Regions from separate parts of the Gasterosteus aculeatus genome. Here region 1 is linked to region 2. A link is a contact called in public Hi-C data. All regions are on one chromosome and are shown on one strand. Each heading gives the region's core, a stretch centred on a gene start, on an enhancer-like site or on the middle of the called end of the contact. The rest is flanking DNA. Distances are from core to core; before and after follow the strand shown. Region 1 holds the start of net1 (neuroepithelial cell transforming 1). Region 2 has its middle 15 kb from the start of LOC120817096.

Region 1 (4,972 bases), core at 13-2,512, 77 kb after region 2:
CAGTCACATTCATGCCCACAAAGTAAACAAGGAGAACACCGGAGAACAATGAGAAGTGTGCAGTGTGGTTGCAGAATGAGACCTCCTCTAACCACAGAGAGACGCGGCACACAGGAGGCACGACGGCTCACTGTTTTGGGGACTGCTTGTGGAAGGTTTACGCTCATAAGGAACCTTTGTTGCGGTTAGTTTGTTTTTGGGGACGGGTAGAATAGGTTCAAAGTCCGTCTTAAACCAATACTGACATGGCGATGTGATCGTTCAAAGACTTATTGATCGCTGTGATCCAATCAATATTTTAGCAAAACTACCCAATGGGGTCTTCGTAAAGACATCGGTCTAAAAATATAGACTCATATACACTAACTATATATGCACATAAGGAGGTCACATGAGTGTTGTTGATTACCATTTTCAAAAAATACCCTCTAATAAAGCATTTTTCTGAATAAATTATTCTCTATGTGTTTTTTTAGAGTAGAACCACGTTTTGCAAATACAACTTTGAATAGACTTTAAAAATGATCATATCAGCTGGAGTAAAAATTACCACATCTGAATAAATATTTAAAATATTATGATAAGGATCCAAACCTGCAAAAAAGACACTATGGACATACATATGTGTTTTAACATAGTTATTTTTATATTATTAATTGTATATTTTTATCTTATCTTACTTTATCTTAATTATTTTATTCTTATATTGCACCAAGTCAAATTCCTATATGTGTGACAGAGAGCTGGGCTCAATAAGCAGCAGCAAGGCCCGATGCTGCCACCCGGCGGCGATATGATGCCGTTAAAAACCTGCTGAATCGCCATGTGACGTTGACGTTATTTATTTGGCAGATTTCGCTCCAAGACACAAGTTTGCAAAGTGACCTTAATGTTAACCTGAGGTATGAATGTCTCCAATTAGCGAGCGCTTCTATCGGGCTTTATAGTCCGAAGGGAAGAGACGGACTCACCGTCTCAGAGTCCCGCTGTCCCGGAGCGAAGACCCTTCTTCATCTGCGGAACTCTTCCTCTCCGGGTTGCCGGTGCTCGGTTGTCTTTTTGTTTCCTCTGAGGCCATTTCAAATGTCAGAGACCAGGGAGAAATAGGCAGCCAGGATAATAACAACAAATCTATTCTACGACTACTAATAGCAGGGGCTCGACACTATTTTTGAATATGGCGGAAATCCGCAAATTGACCAATGAGAGAAGAACAGAGTCGCTCGTGCTAGACGATGACCCTAAGTGGGCGGGGCCAGGGCAGTTCAGCTACAGGGCAAACGACACAAGCGTCTCCGTTTGGAGTAATTAGAATGCAATTTAAAAGAAACAGCATTAATTAGGTTGTCCATGCACACCACAACACAATAACTTAATCAGCGTCTCCCAGGCTGCATCTTGATCACACTGATCACATGTGACTTTGGGACTTCGGCACTGCTTATGACTGTATCTTTTTGGACGTCACGGTAAACAACGCCCATAGCGATTCATAGATCGACAACATACAAAGATTCATGTTCAGATAATTCCTCCCCTGCAGTCTCTTCCCTGGGCGCTTATTCTAATAAAAGGCCTTTGTGGTCTTGTTCACTCTCCTCCTCTCGGTCTGCTATCGCTCGTGATTCAGTCATCTTTTTTGATGTAAAACATTTAATTAGTTACAGGAATTTAAAAACATCTTGAATTATTGTTAGGTGAAATGTGCTTTATTGTGAATTTTCTTACATTGTACCAACTCAATAACCACAAAGGCATCTTCTATAACTGCTATCAGCCTCTAGTCGTGGTTAGTGTGAACTGCAGGAACATTGACTTGTTTCTGGCAGTGAAAATGACACCAGTAACTCACATTATGTAATATATATTTATAAAAGACACAAGCAAGATTTACTAGAGCTAAGATCAAGTTGTTATCCATAAATGGCAGATGTTACAGACAACATCCGTGAGTGTCCTTCAAACTCCTGATGGATCTCTTCCTGTTTGAATCCAGAGACAAAAAGCCGCGGTTACTTTCTTCTGCTCGTCCTGCACTTTTCCGAAGACTCACAGATGCATTGATCCACAGTTTCATAACCGATTTCAAATGGTGCTAGAAGGCTGCAGCGGGCTCTATGCACCAATAGAAATCAGTTATCTTTTAGAGGAGAAAGAGGAGGAGGGGAGAGGACAGTGTCGTACATGTCCTCCAGAGGCTCACTCACTGCCGGAGCTGTCCTCCTGTCCTCAAGAACACTGATTTCAAATGGTGCTAGACAATGGGAACACACATCTAAACCACCATATGAAACCAGCTTCTAGGGGAAGATGTTTTTTTGATGTCACAGCTGCAACGGTGAAATGAGTCCGAGTTAACAGCTCCATCTGTTTTCAAAAAGGTATTTTAAATGCATCGTAGCTCCTTAAGGAAAAAAAAGCCTACTAAGGGTCCATAACTTTACTACAGATGTCATGAAGGAATCCACACTTTAATAAAATATACATCATTTTCTGCTACTCACTAACAGCTCACTGAACTACCAGCACACACAATGCTGCAGCTCGTCACAACAAAGGAGGATGGGTACTTGGCCAGATGGTATCTTCTATAATGACTTCTGTCTGATTGCCTGCATACATCAACGCTTGTTTTTCAGTTAGAATGGAGTGTGTTTCTCAAAGACTTTTGGTGTCTAGACGAAGAGTTAGCTTTGTTCAAAGAGCTGCCCTCTACCGAACACATCTTGCTAGATAATATTAATAATATGAACAATGATGCCAGATAACGTGTGTATTAAGTAAAATAAAAAACACAACCACATACCGAAAAAAGTGCAACCACAACAACAGGGACCCCATGAAAAGCCATTCTTCATAAAGCCCCACAGCCCCATATCCTCCCTGCAGTCCATCCTCTGTCAACACATGAGCCGTGCAGTCAGACGGGACAGCGCAGGAAATATGTCTCAAACATGAATGCGGTTGTCATGGCAGCACGGCAACAAGGACAGCTGGTGGTTGAAACTTTGCCCCAAGCAACAGAGAGAAATTCAATCAGAACATCACAGCAAACCAAGGCTGACACGACAGTCGAGCGCTGGTGCTGTCAGCTCCACACTGATGCTCGGTCTCACTTAGACAACGCAAACATATGCAAATATATAATGATGGGTGAGCATAATGATGGGAGCTGACTTTGTTGTCATTCTCCCGGCCACTGATCCTGCAGGGAAGACGACAGAAGAATTATGTAACAACCATTGTGAGTAAATGTATACGTGAAATAGGATTTATTCTATTTATCTAAAACAATTAGAACTAGAACGATTTCAGGGCGGCACGGTGGCGTGGTGGTTAGCACTGTCGCCTCACAGCAAGATTTTTACACAGAAGTGTATACCTCTGTGTGAAATCTAGTTCCATCCAACTTCAGGCTTCTCAATTCTAGCCAGCTAAAAAATGCCACAAGTATACAAGGTGTTAATGGATTCTTTGTGGTCATACCGACCACCATGACATGTGTTGGAGCTACAAACACAAGCACTCAAGATGCTAGCAGTTTGCATCCAAAGGCAGAGGATGGTTTTGGTTTAAGTAACAGCTGTGTTACCTGGTGACTCTCAGTCACGGTAGTGACAGCACCTACTGAAAATACTAAACAAAATGTGTGGGCCTCAATTTGAAATTCATTCACATCCGTGTTTCTTTTACTAGTTCAAGCAATTACACAAGTACCTACATGCAACCACGGAGGCGTAAGGCTTACTCGGTCACTGTAGAACCCGGATGGCTGGGCCAGACGTCAACGGCTCACGTGGCTGATCACACTGCTCCGAGTCCTCCGTGACATACGAGCACATCCAGCTGGAGAAATGTGCAAACGGTGTCAGGGTGTGTGTGTGTGCGTGTGTGTGTGTGTGTGTTCTGTGTCTCGTGTTACAGCACAAAGACCTCCCTGCACTATTTGTTCTGTGGGAACCAGCGCACAGTACTTATGTAACCGGCCGCCGTCATGACAACAAGACTACACATGTAAACGCCACTTTGTCCCTGTGGCTTCTACAGGTGTTTGAAGGGTGTAAGATGAGCCATAACAGCTGATGAGCTCGAGGGTGGGGGTAGCAGGGTGGAGGCAGTTGACAGGGGGAAGATGAGACACTCGTGCCCGCCCACACTGACATTTTCTTAAATCCACCTCACAACGTTTGGCCATGCTGTCACATACTGCCTGAATCGTGCTATTCTGCTAACTGCCACCAGAGGGCCACATTACATCTGGAAGCCCAAGCTAACCGCTTGAAAATGGTTACTATGGTGATGTGGCTAACTGGATGGGGCTGTTGGGGACTTTCCTCTTGTCAGCCCTTAGTTTAGGGAGGTCAGAGGTCGAGATCACCCGTAATCGCTACTTGCAATCCAACACAGCAACACCATACAGTGTAAAAGTCTCAATGTCATATGTGACACTCTCATATTCCTGTTATTTTTATTTCCCTACCCCCCCAAAATGATATTAGAAAGGTTGCCTTGTGGTTACGTGCAATGTTGAACCAGAGAATTACAGTGAATTATGATGAGGTTAAGTTTCACCTCTCTCCCTCTCTCCATACACAGGCTGACTATTGCTCGATTGCCCACATTCACACTTTAGTCTCTTTTTCTCATCATTTTCCCTCTTTCTCGCTCTTATTAAGTGCACACAGGCACACGCACAAACACATACATACATTCTTGCTTTGTGGGGGGAAATACTTCTTTAACGGTTGGTCCCACAGGTTCCCACTTTCCAAATATGGAAAGAGTCTCAGGGTCTAACAACGCAAGTTGTTCCCATAAAGATAGCTGTACAAATGTACACACAAACACACACACACACACACACACATACAGAAACTCCTTTTTGCTCTGATGGGAGAAAGGCTCCCTTGTCGAGGTGAGGCGAGCGCTTGTTGTCGGCTCTCACTCTGGCTTCCTGTTCTATTCTCTCCCA
Region 2 (5,433 bases), core at 1,803-4,302:
AGCTACCTCATGAAGAGAATGAGTTCATCGCCCGTGAACACCCATATTCACCCACTGAGTGGAACAAAAGAAACGCTTCTCTGTTCATGTGCCTGTCACTGTCAATTGTGGTGGAAATAAAGGCTTAATGAGTAGTAATAAATGAACATGAAAGATGTTGTACTCTCACTATTAATTGGATTAGTTTGCACCGGATTTCAGGTGCTTTAAAGTACATTTTTATTTGACATGTAAACTTGTGTTTCCAACAAAAAACCCAGTTGCACTAGTTTACCACCAGGTCGCACCATTTACAAAGAAGTCATTCGCAACAACTGTATTAGTGACCCCCCCCCCCCACCTCCAGTCGGCATGCGTTCAGGCCCAGAGGGCACCAAGGAAACTCGTCCTGTTACCGTGGTCCCTCTGCTGTAACTAATTAACCCGCTCTCTGTCTTGTGACCTGTTGGCAGTAAGAGAGGTGAGGAGGAAAACAATTGGGGGGGCAGATAAGCGGGCAGGAACTGGGGGGCTTTTGTTTGAAAATCAGATAAACAAGGGCGCTGGATGCTTTGATGGTCCAGTGCCACCCTGCCCCACCAGACACCGCATCCTGGAAATCAGCTCCCTGAAATGAGCTGCAGATGTGAGATGAGAATCTGTTCATTTTGAGGCACATAAACCACAAATCGCCCCCAAAAATCACCTCGGATCAAACAGACCTTTTTTTAAAAAAAAAATGCATAGCGGTCATTCGCTGCTATGCATTTTTAAAAAGGATTTCCGTTAATGATAATCATGTTTGGATGTGTGAGACCCTGAGTGGAGGAACAGTGTAGTACACCTCTACTTAAATATAGTATATTTTATATGCAATATGACAATTGTGGAGTCCATAACTGATCAGGAGCTCAGCCATGTCTGCTGGGAATGTTTAGAGCTGGTTATGTGTTGTTGGAACAGTTACCCAAATCTCAGTTTAATATCTCTTCCAAAACCGGTTGGGGTATTTTCCAAACCCCCATTTAAACCAGACGCAACTTCACCTTGTCAGTTTCCATCCAGCCTTCATGCAGCATTGCGGGTGGCTGGAGATCATCCTAGTTGACATCGGGCGAGAGACGGGTTTCACCCTGATTTGGTTGCAGAACTGACACAGAGACAAACAACCTTTCACACTTACATTCACACACCTTTGGGCAATTTAGAGCCACCAATCTCCCTGATCCCCATAGCTTGTCTTTGGACTGTGGGAGGAAGCCGGAGTACCCGGAGAGAACCCACGCAGACACGGGGAGAACATGCAGACTCCACACAGAAAGGCCGCTGGGTAAAGTACAAGCCAGGACGTTTTCGCTGTGAGGCGACAGTGATGACCACCACACCACCGTGACACCCTGCATTGTCAGTTTATCTCTCTTCAACATCTCTCTCCACACCAAGGGGCCACAAACAATGGCTGAAATATGCACCTAGGGACAAAAACCAACTCCTGTAACAGACTTGAATGAGAAGGCTCTACTTTATTTTAACTCTTCACATTCAAAGATGCAGCATCAAAGTCAATTCTGGCTTTCTGTTGTGTGTTTCCGGACACTTTTTTCCACATCATGTCTGAACCTGTGGCCTCTGCTGTGACCTGCAGGATGAGCTCAGCCTTACTACGGCCTCCCTGTCTAATCAGCACTTTGAAGAAGGACTACCCTCTGGGATCCCATCGATGAGACACAGCAGCTGTCCAGTTGATCCCAAACCACGTGAAAAGAAATAAAGATGACGCACTCAGGGAGTTTTCTTTCGGTTTTGGACGTTTGAATTAAGATTTTACACAAAGTCGAAAGATCAAATAAATGTTTCATTTCAGAACTTGATTGAACATCTGTGTATTTCTGCCATCTTTAGCCCCACAGTGTGTTAACTGGGTTAAGTAAGAAGTCTGATAATCCTATGGGACACTGACCTCTTGCAGCATGTCGGATTCTGATAAAATCGATCTTTAGATAAGATAAACCCAGAAAACGCACTTCTTGAATAAGAACGGGGGAAAAAAAAATACAGATTCAGACGATGCATCCTCTTATCGTATCATTTCTCCGTTGGACTCGCTAGATTAAAGACTCCTTTCTGCACTCAATTGTTCTCAGCCAGTTTAGACTCTGGTCTCCACCCTCTAGTCTGCTCCCACACTTACAGTAAACCAGACTTGCTTTGGTCTGAGAAAATTAAGTGTGTGTGTGTCTGGACGACAACGCCCAAGGTTACACACACCCACCCACACACACACACACACACACACACACACACACACACACACACACACACACACACATACACACACACACACACACACACACAGGCGAAGGGGGGCTTCAAAAGCAGCCATCTGGTTGTATTTTGGGAAGGGAGTCCCCCTGACCGAGAGTCGCCCGATCTCCAGTGCAAATGAAGTGAGCAGAGTTTCCTTCCCAGATGCTTTTCCCTCTCTGTCCCCGCCGCTCAGCTGCTGAGACGCGCGCCTGCTCAGCAGAAGCCAGCGGGTCGGCCTGCTCTGTTTCCCCAAAGAGGTTCCAGAAGGCCTGGAATGCCACTAAGACTGTCCGTCTCCCAGCTGTTCTGAGCCATACGGTTTCTCACCCTTTCTTACTATTATTATTATTGTACGGGGAGAGCAAAAGGCCAAAGCTCTGCTGCTTGGGCCGTAGTATTGAGCAGAGCACTTCATGTGAGGCCAACTCTCATTTTAGTTGAAGGTGGTTTTCATCCAGTAGAAGCTACTAATGACTGGGCCTTTACAGCTCAGATAATGATCACCTCACTTGTAGTTAACCCCCCTCAAACAAATCATTAATACCAACATGATCCGCTCAACCAAGCATCTCCCCGACCCGCCACAGTAAGAGAGTAGTAGAAACAATATTCAAAATATGTAGGAATGTAGGAAGGACAATGAGCCAACATACAAATGCAGTGACAAACCTTGAGGAAACATTTGAAGGGAACATAGTCTTCTAGGCTGTCACTGTCGTTGCTTCATACACATTTGACAGTAACCAAACGTTCCCCCTCAGGTATTCACCAAAGGTGGAAATTTACGCCTTTAGCATTCAGTACATCTGAGTAATCAGCGGCATCCGAACGGACTGCATTACTGCAGCTCCCTATTGTAGTCCATCACAAACTAATATTCATGTTGCAGCTCAAGGTGAGGCAGGTGAGTTATATACCCAACCTGACATGCAGTCATAAACTCTATGCAATGAAAAAGACAAATGGTTGATAGTCGAAACCCCCAATTATGTAATTTTGATGTACCGTGACCGCATGCTACCTGTAAGTAGACCTAATGACCTACTCTAGGCTAAGGCCGCAGACACAAATGAACAATACAAGAAAGCCATCATTAAGACCAAATGTCACAATCCAGATGCTTTCAGTTGAACTGACCTTAAATCGGATGCTAATTCACCTAGTTTTATCGGAACAAAGCTGTATGATTTTATAGAATTGAACCGTCAATGTGTAGGCGAGGTTACATTTTTGCAAAGACCATTAATTACTGAGTTAACTAGTTCATGATCTATACTTTACTGATTGCACTTTAACTTCCCCCAATAAGCATTAGTTAATAACTTGTCTAATCTAACCATTTCTAAATCAAACCTCTGGATCAAGAGTAGGTTTCCTAAGAAGAGGTTTGATTACAAATACTTTGAAGGACTGGGGTATGTCTTTTCAACAAAGACGGGTTCATAATGTCCAGTAAAGATGTGCTGATTAGAGGTCAAAGTACTTTAACCAGCCTAGTCAGGACGGGGTCTATGAGACAGGGCTTAAACCTAGAAATTGGTAAATCTATTGGTAAAGGTCGATAGGAGAAAACATGTACTCTCAAATCTCAAATCCAATCATGATTCACCAAATTCCCCATTTTTACACAGTGTCCAAATGTGTACACAACTCATGGTCTATAACAGCACTTAAGGCCAGCATTGTACTCTGACTCCTTCCCCTAAACAACAACCCTCAAGTACAGAATGTGCGGCAGGTAGGTCCGTGTTTTCAGACTGCTCCTCCTGTGCTGACAGTCATTTACTAGGCCACCATCCACTCTGGCATCCTTGGATTGTAACAGAGACCTACTGTGATGTCACATTGCTCTCCATAACAGGTGAGAAGTATGTTAATAGTCAGAGCAGTGGGGAGAAGGAGGGGAAGTGGTGAGATTGTAAAAATGCCCCGACTGATGCACAGCATGTTCATGAATGTACGATAAACCTCTTTATTGCTGGAGAACTTGCTTTTGATTGGTTAACTGTTTGCTGAGACAGAAATGTAATGTCAGTAAATGTAATAGTTCATTGTTTAAACCAGTGCTCAGTATTTATTGAACATTGTGTAACAGTAAAAACTAAACATGTCAATGATGCAGTTTCTTTATAATGACCAGAGATTTTGGCAAATAGAGGCTGGGTTACGTAACTTATTGGCACGAACTGCAAGGCACTTCTCGCTCAACGTCATATTCGAATGTTTGGTTCTGCAGAGGGTAGAGTCAAGGTCAAAGTCATCCATTTAATTGTCCCCTCCGAGCTGCAACACAGTCTCACTCCCAACTTCAGACACTCTAGTATGGGTCGGTCTTATTCTTTTAAACGGGACCTGAAAGCGGCTTCCTGGGTGAAGGTCCTGTGTTACCATCTGCAACCCCTCTCACCCGCCCCAAGCAGCCTAATCGATGGGCTTACTTTGACGAGAGTGGAGAGGACGGTGTTCCTCACACAGGCGCTTTAGCCTGCCTCTGCTCATTGCTGTCAGACAGCATGAGGCACTGACCTAGTAGCCGAATTTGATGGGTTGGGAGGGAGAACCCAGTAAACATGAATAGCTATTTGTTCCTGAGATTCCTATCTAGATAACGCAGCAATTATTGTTATTATGCTGAGTTAATGAATCCTGGAGCTGATCTGATTCACTTCACAGAGAATTTAAACAAGATAAGTTGAGGCTGCTTATTTAGCACCAGGATGGACCCAACCAGCTTGTTCTTTGTGTGAATCTATTGTCATGGATACTGTTACTAATATTCAAGCAGAATAAGCTGACTGTCAACCCTCCGGTCCCATGTGCTGTTGAACCTGACAGAAAACATTAGCTGGCTGTCACTGTGTCGCAGCTACAAACCTGAGCGGATGTTTACACCTCAGTGTGTCCACTGTCTTGTATCCATCTCCATGCTGAGGTGATTTGAATGAGCATGAGTTCAGAACATTGCCACGCAATGACAGTGAAAAACAGATTGACGGTTGATTTAACGAAGCATTTAGTTCCTTTTTTTCCCCACAACTATAAATAACTTCAGCTCTTTAAACTGTAATAACAGTTTACAGGAAGATGAGACTGGCCTGCATACATGGTGGCGCCTGTGAGACACTGAAGACAGAACAGTTTACACCC

Evidence for each region. A called contact is a pair of places that touch in the nucleus more often than the background predicts.
Region 1: a Hi-C map of tail fin shows a contact between it and region 2, with 6 times the contacts expected there. The contact joins the promoter of net1 here to the enhancer-like site in region 2. A contact is called at or near these places in 5 of 6 Hi-C or Micro-C datasets (liver, skeletal muscle, tail fin and 1 more).

The regions. Positions count from the first base shown.
Region 1 is chr4:22,488,820-22,493,791 of fGasAcu3.hap1.1, forward strand. It overlaps net1 (neuroepithelial cell transforming 1), which reads right to left and starts at 1,263. Exons shown (of 11, transcript XM_040174798.2): 1 at 972-1,263. The coding sequence starts at 1,078. LOC120818524 (a long non-coding RNA gene) reads right to left here. Exons shown (of 4, transcript XR_013467387.1): 2 at 4,946-4,972; 3 at 3,749-3,846; 4 at 1,849-3,205.
Region 2 is chr4:22,410,284-22,415,716 of fGasAcu3.hap1.1, forward strand. No RefSeq gene overlaps it. Among protein-coding and RNA genes, the nearest start is that of LOC120817096, 15 kb to the left of the region's middle. Within about 2 kb of position 3,053, at least 1 of the 9 cell types and tissues checked has open chromatin away from gene starts, as enhancers often do.